Regions from separate parts of the Sus scrofa genome. Here region 2 is linked to region 1. Evidence: chromatin contacts called from public Hi-C data. All regions are on one chromosome and are shown on one strand. The core of a region is the stretch at or near the end of the contact, and the rest is flanking DNA. Distances in the headings are between cores, read along the strand shown. Region 1 holds the start of STK10 (serine/threonine-protein kinase 10). Region 2 overlaps FBXW11 (F-box/WD repeat-containing protein 11).

What was found. A called contact is a pair of places that touch in the nucleus more often than the background predicts.
Region 2: a contact with region 1 is called in a Hi-C map of liver, with 4 times the contacts expected there. The contact joins the enhancer-like site here to the promoter of STK10 in region 1. A contact is called at or near these places in 5 of 47 Hi-C or Micro-C datasets (fetal skeletal muscle, liver, omental adipose tissue and 1 more) and 1 of 2 datasets of contacts at active chromatin or transcription factors (alveolar macrophages).

The regions. Positions count from the first base shown.
Region 1 is chr16:52,002,395-52,005,094 of Sscrofa11.1, forward strand. It overlaps STK10 (serine/threonine-protein kinase 10), which reads left to right and starts at 1,374. Exons shown (of 19, transcript XM_021077114.1): 1 at 1,374-1,855. The coding sequence starts at 1,700.
Region 2 is chr16:52,270,934-52,273,633 of Sscrofa11.1, forward strand. The region is part of intron 2 of FBXW11 (F-box/WD repeat-containing protein 11); the gene reads left to right. Among named protein-coding and RNA genes, the nearest start is that of FBXW11, 60 kb to the left of the region's middle. Within about 2 kb of position 1,333, at least 2 of the 83 cell types and tissues checked have an H3K27ac peak or open chromatin away from gene starts, as enhancers often do. A contact at or near this core is called in liver, where this site is marked.

The DNA of each region.
Region 1 (2,700 bases), core at 124-2,623:
TCATTGAGTTGTGGGGACATTTCAAAATGCTTGGCAACTTTTGCTCAGGGTGCCCTTCTTACAGACCACCACCAGCACCCCAGCCTTCTGTGGTTGGCTTTCTACATTTGGAACTGTAATTGGTGTTTGCATACGGCTCAGGGAGGGCTGAAAATATCTCCACACTGATGGTTCTCCACAGGGATGGGGACAATTGGGGTATGACTTTCACTCAGATTGCATTTGCTTATGAGGGAGAGTTACCATAAGAAGATTTACAGGCTGCCCAACCCTCCGGACTTGCTACTTGGAACCTACTTAGCAGATTTAGATAAAAGTATAACCGTCCTAGGGAGTTTCCTTTGTGGTTTAGCAGAAAAAACGAAACTGATAGTAACCCCGAAGAGGCGGGTTCAATCCTTAGTCTCACTCCATGGGTTAAGGATCCAGTGTTTAGGCGAGGTGCTATGGTGTAGGTCGCAGAGGAGGCTCGCATCTGGCGTGGCTGTGGCGTAGACCCGCCGCTGTAGCTCTGATGAGACCCCTAGCCTGGGAACATCCGTATGCCACACCTGCGGCCCTTAAATACATACATACATACATACATAAAAGTATAACTGTCCTAGAGACAATAGTGGCAGGTGAAAACGACCAGGATCGAAGATGATGGTGGTCAAAAGATTTCGGTTCTACGTACGGGGAGCTTACTTAGAAAAATTGGGAAATTAAGAAACGTTTTACTTAATATGCAAATATATCTGAAGATCCCTTATGAAGCATGTGATAAACTCTCAAGGAGCTCTTCTCCTAGCCCAGCAACCCTGGCCGGTGGATCACCATGGGGCAGAGCCCCTGGGAAGCAGGAAACCAGCCTGGGCCTCCAGGGACTCACCCACGGCCGCAAGGGCGCAGCATTTTCCTCGCTAGGAGGCAGCATCGCGCCGAGGAACCGGCACCGGATCCACCAGCAGGATATGTAGCCCCGGACCGGTGCCCTTCCCGCCTGGCGCTCCCAGCTGAAAAGTGGGCGCGAGCAGAGCAGCCTAGCGGGATGGTTACCCGGCGGGTTAAATGATTAATGCCAGTTCGCCTTCTTGGTCTTTGGACAACAATCAGTGGGCACTCGTGACAAGCCAATTCGCTTCCCCTCCTGCTCCCGCAGAAATTTGGGGAGCCATAAGAGGCGGCGGGTCTCCCAGACCCGGAGGGGTCCCGGCTGAAGGGTTTCCTCAACTCCCCAAAGCCTGGTCGGTGGCTCGCCAGCTCGCGGCGCGCGGGGGGAACTACAGTTTCCAGAGTGCCCTGCGGCGATGGGCGGAGCCCGGCAGCGCCCGCAGCCAATTAGGGGGTCTCTGGGCGCTGCCGAAGAGCTGCAGGTGGAGCCGGGCAGGAGGGCGGGCGCGGGGCCGGGTACCCGGAACGCGTCCCGGGGCTGGCGGGTTGGGCGGGGGCGCGGCGCGAGCCGGGCAGGCATCGGGAGGCAGCCCGGGGACAGGACCGAGCGGGGGCGGGGACCACAGCCGCCTGCGCGGTTCCGGGTGCTCCCGCGGCGCTGAGCCCTGGGCGCACTTGACCCGTGTCCGGCTGCGGGGAAGGGCGGGTCTGGGGAGAACCCCAAGCGCCGCGGCGTCTCTCCAGCCCTTCCTCTTCGCGGCCGCCGGAGCCACAGCCCGAGCCCGAGCCGGCGCCACCTCGCCCCCCGGCTCGCGTGCCCCTAGCCATGGCTTTCGCCAATTTCCGCCGCATCTTGCGCTTGTCTACCTTCGAAAAGAGAAAGTCCCGCGAATACGAGCACGTCCGCCGGGACTTGGATCCCAACGAGGTGTGGGAGATCGTGGGCGAGTTGGGCGACGGTGCCTTCGGCAAAGTTTACAAGGTGAGGGCGCTGGGGTGTGGGTGGTTCGGGGCTCGCGGAGCGGTTCCGGAAGGAAGGGGCGCTGGCCCTGGTTAGTCTCGCTCACCGCTCGGGAGAGCGCAGAGGGGCTGCTTGGCCCTGAACTCAGGTTCTTGTCCTGGTGACCCTTGTTCTTTGGGGGAGGGGGTGCCCACGCTCAGCCCGACTGAGTCTCTGCGCACCCAACTCCCTCTCTGGGCAAGGCTGCTGCCCCGGGGCTAAGTTTCTGAGCACTTCCTGTGCGCCCCGCACGGCTCTCGGCTCTCGGCGCCGCAGGGGGAGACAAAGGGGCGCTTATAAGACTTTAGCATCCTCAGATGAGGCATCTGCGCTAAAGCTGGGATACTAGGTATACTTTTTAAGGGACGCCACCCAGAAGCTGTGAGAATGCCGAGGCGATGGGGACGGAGAAACACAGCTGCAGCTGAAAGGGTTGTGACCGGTGAAGTTGGGTAGGCACCTGAAGAGAAGCCAGAGATGCGAGATAGGAAATCGCGGTGGGGGGTGGGGGGAGGTGTAGAGTTCGAGGTTAGGCTTGGAAATGTGGACTGGGGCCGGCAGAGGGGTAGGTCAGGGCCTCGTGAATCCGGCGCTTGGGGGATCAGATTTGATTCTGTAGATGAGTCACAGCTGGGGAGTCTCCCAGGCTGCAGTCACCTTCCCTTAGGGGAATAAGAAGCGAGAGAGCTTTTGTGGAGGGGTGGGTGGGGGCAGAGCTGATTAATTCTAGACACGTTTGCCGCAGGTCATTGCCTGGTTCCCGGTGCTGTGAACAAATTCTGAGTTGCTGAGTCGCGTTAGGGACCCAAACACTTAGGACTTGACTC
Region 2 (2,700 bases), core at 83-2,582, 270 kb after region 1:
ATCGAACCAAACTGGGAACTGTTTGCATGCACACAACACAGTAAGGCCAATCCACTGACAGTGGGTTGTGATGAAAAAAAGTGCAGTGTTTATTGCAGGGCACCAAGCTAGGAGTCCAGGGCAGCTAGTGCTCAAAATACTTGGATTCTCTGAAGGGTTTCTGGAAAGGCTTTTTAAAGTCCAGGTGATGGATGGAGGGGTGTCCCGGGTGTGTGATCAGCTTGTGCACAATTCTGTGGTTGGTTGATGTGAGGTGACAGGGTGGTGTTCTAGGGGTTAACATTATCAGTCCTTAGGCTTCAGTAGGCCTGAGGGCTCTGTGCTCATGGTCATCAGAAAGTTAACATTTTCTGTTTGGTGGGAGTTTTAGCATGTATAAAACAGTTCAGGAAATATGCACCAGATGCTGTTACCTAGGTGCTAGAGAGAAGCTAAAGCAAAGGATGTGGGGGAGGGATCTGTCCCTGGAAGGCCCTATAGGGTCCTACTCAGTTATAAAAAATGACAGCTTTATTGAGTTATAATTCACACATCATACAGTTTTCCCATTTGAAGTGTATAGTGCACTGATTTTTAGCATATTCACAGCTGTGCAGCCATTACGAAAATCAATTTAGAACATTTTCATCATGTCAGAATGAAACCCTTTCAGCTATCATTCCCCATTTTTCCTCACTCACTTAGCTCTAGGTAACCCCTTGGATTCTAGTTTTAAATGTTAATTGTTTCATTATTTGTGTGTGGGTGTGTTTAGAAACTCCAATTATACATAGGTATTCTGTTTTTCTTCCATTTCTACCACTTCTCTGTTTCCCATTTTGTGTCTTTATCTCATTTTCATTCTCTTAGGTTATTTCCCTGCTTTTCTTCAATGCCTCTTTTTCATTTTTCGTTTGAATTTATCATTTTGGGGGCATTGTAAGTTACTTTCATTTCTATTATAATCTTATTTTTATTTTCTCAGTTAAATCTTATTCATTTCTTTCTGCTTTTGGTGTATGTCCTTTCTTGAGTTTTGAATTTCTGATTCAAAGCATATAAAAAATAACATCAAATACTTGTTTGAACATACTTAGTTCAGTTTGGAGTACTCTTTTCAATTAGATTCCATAAGAGCAGTATGCCAGAACACACTAAGACGTACATGGTGTATAATAAATTTATTTTTCTCATAACTATTGACATATACTTACTGCCATTTTTTATCTTCTTTGATGAGGTGTCTGTTCATGTCTTCTTTCCACTTTTAAAATTGTCTTCTTCTTTTTTTTAATGGTCTCACCTGCGGCACAGGAAAGTCCATTGGCCAGGGATTGAGTACAACCTTTGCCTCAGCTACAGCTTTGGCAGTGCCAGGTCCTTTAACCCACTGCACCAGGCCTGGGATCAAACCTATGCCTCCTAAGGATCCAAGCCATTGCAGTTGGATTCTTAACCTGCTATGCCACAACAAGAATTCCACTTGTTCATTTTCTTACTAAGTTTTAAGAGGGTTTTTTGGGGGTGGTGGTTATATTTTGGCTAACAGTCCTTTATCAAATTTGTCTTTTGCAATTATTTATTCTAAGTGTGTGGTTTCTCTTTTCATTCTCTCTTGACAGTGTCTTTCACAGAGCAGGAAGTTTTTAATTTTAATGAATTCTGGCTTATCAGTTATTTCTTTAACAGATTGTGCCTCCAGTGTTTGTATCAAAAAGGTCTTCATCAGGGAGTTCCCATTGTGGCGCAGTGGTTAACAAATCCGACTAGGAACCATGAGGTTGCAGGTTCAATCCCTGCCCTTGCTCAGTGGGTTAATGATCCGGCGTTGCCGTGAGCTGTGGTGTAGGCCGGTGGCTACAGCTCTGATTAGACCCCTAGCCTGGGAACCTCCATATGCCGCTGGAGTGACCCAAGAAATAGCAAAAAGACCCAAAAAATAAATAAATAAATAAAAAGTCTTCATCATACTCAAGGTCACCTAGATGTTCTTCTGTGTGTTCCAGTATCATTTGTTGAAATTATCTTTGCTCCATTGTGTTGCCTTTGCTCCTCTGTCAAAGATTGGCTGACTGTATTTATGTGAGTCTCTTTCTGGACTCTCTCTTCTGTTTCATTGATCTATTTGTCTTTCTTTCAGCAGTAACCATGCACTGTCATGATTAGTCTTGCTTTACAGTAATTCTTGAAGTTAGGAAGTGTCAGTCCTTTGACTTTCTTCTTTTAATATTGTGCTGGTTATTCAAGAACTCTTAACCTCTTCATTGAGTTTCGTGTAGCTTCATTTGTTCTTTTTATTTTTTGTATCCTGTGACTTTGCTGATGTCACACGTTAGTCTACTTGTTTTGTATGTTCCTATGGAGTTTTTTTATAGACAGTCATGTCTTATGGATCCTTTCTGATATTTATGCCTTTTATTTCTTTTTCTTGCCTTATTGCACTTGCTGTGACTAGTGAAATTTTTATTGACTAGAAGTGTGACAATGGTTATTCTACTTTTGTTCTAGAGTACAGTGGAAAGTGTTTCATCTTTTACCATTAAGTATGATATTAGCTATAAAATTTTAAAGATACATGTCCTTTATCATATTAAGTTACCCAAGAGTTTTTAATCAAGTGGTTTTTGAATTTTGTTTTATGCCCTAAATGCATTTATCGAAATTATCATATAACTTCTCTTCTTTTAATATGGTCTGTTAACACTAATTTTTTCTTTTTTT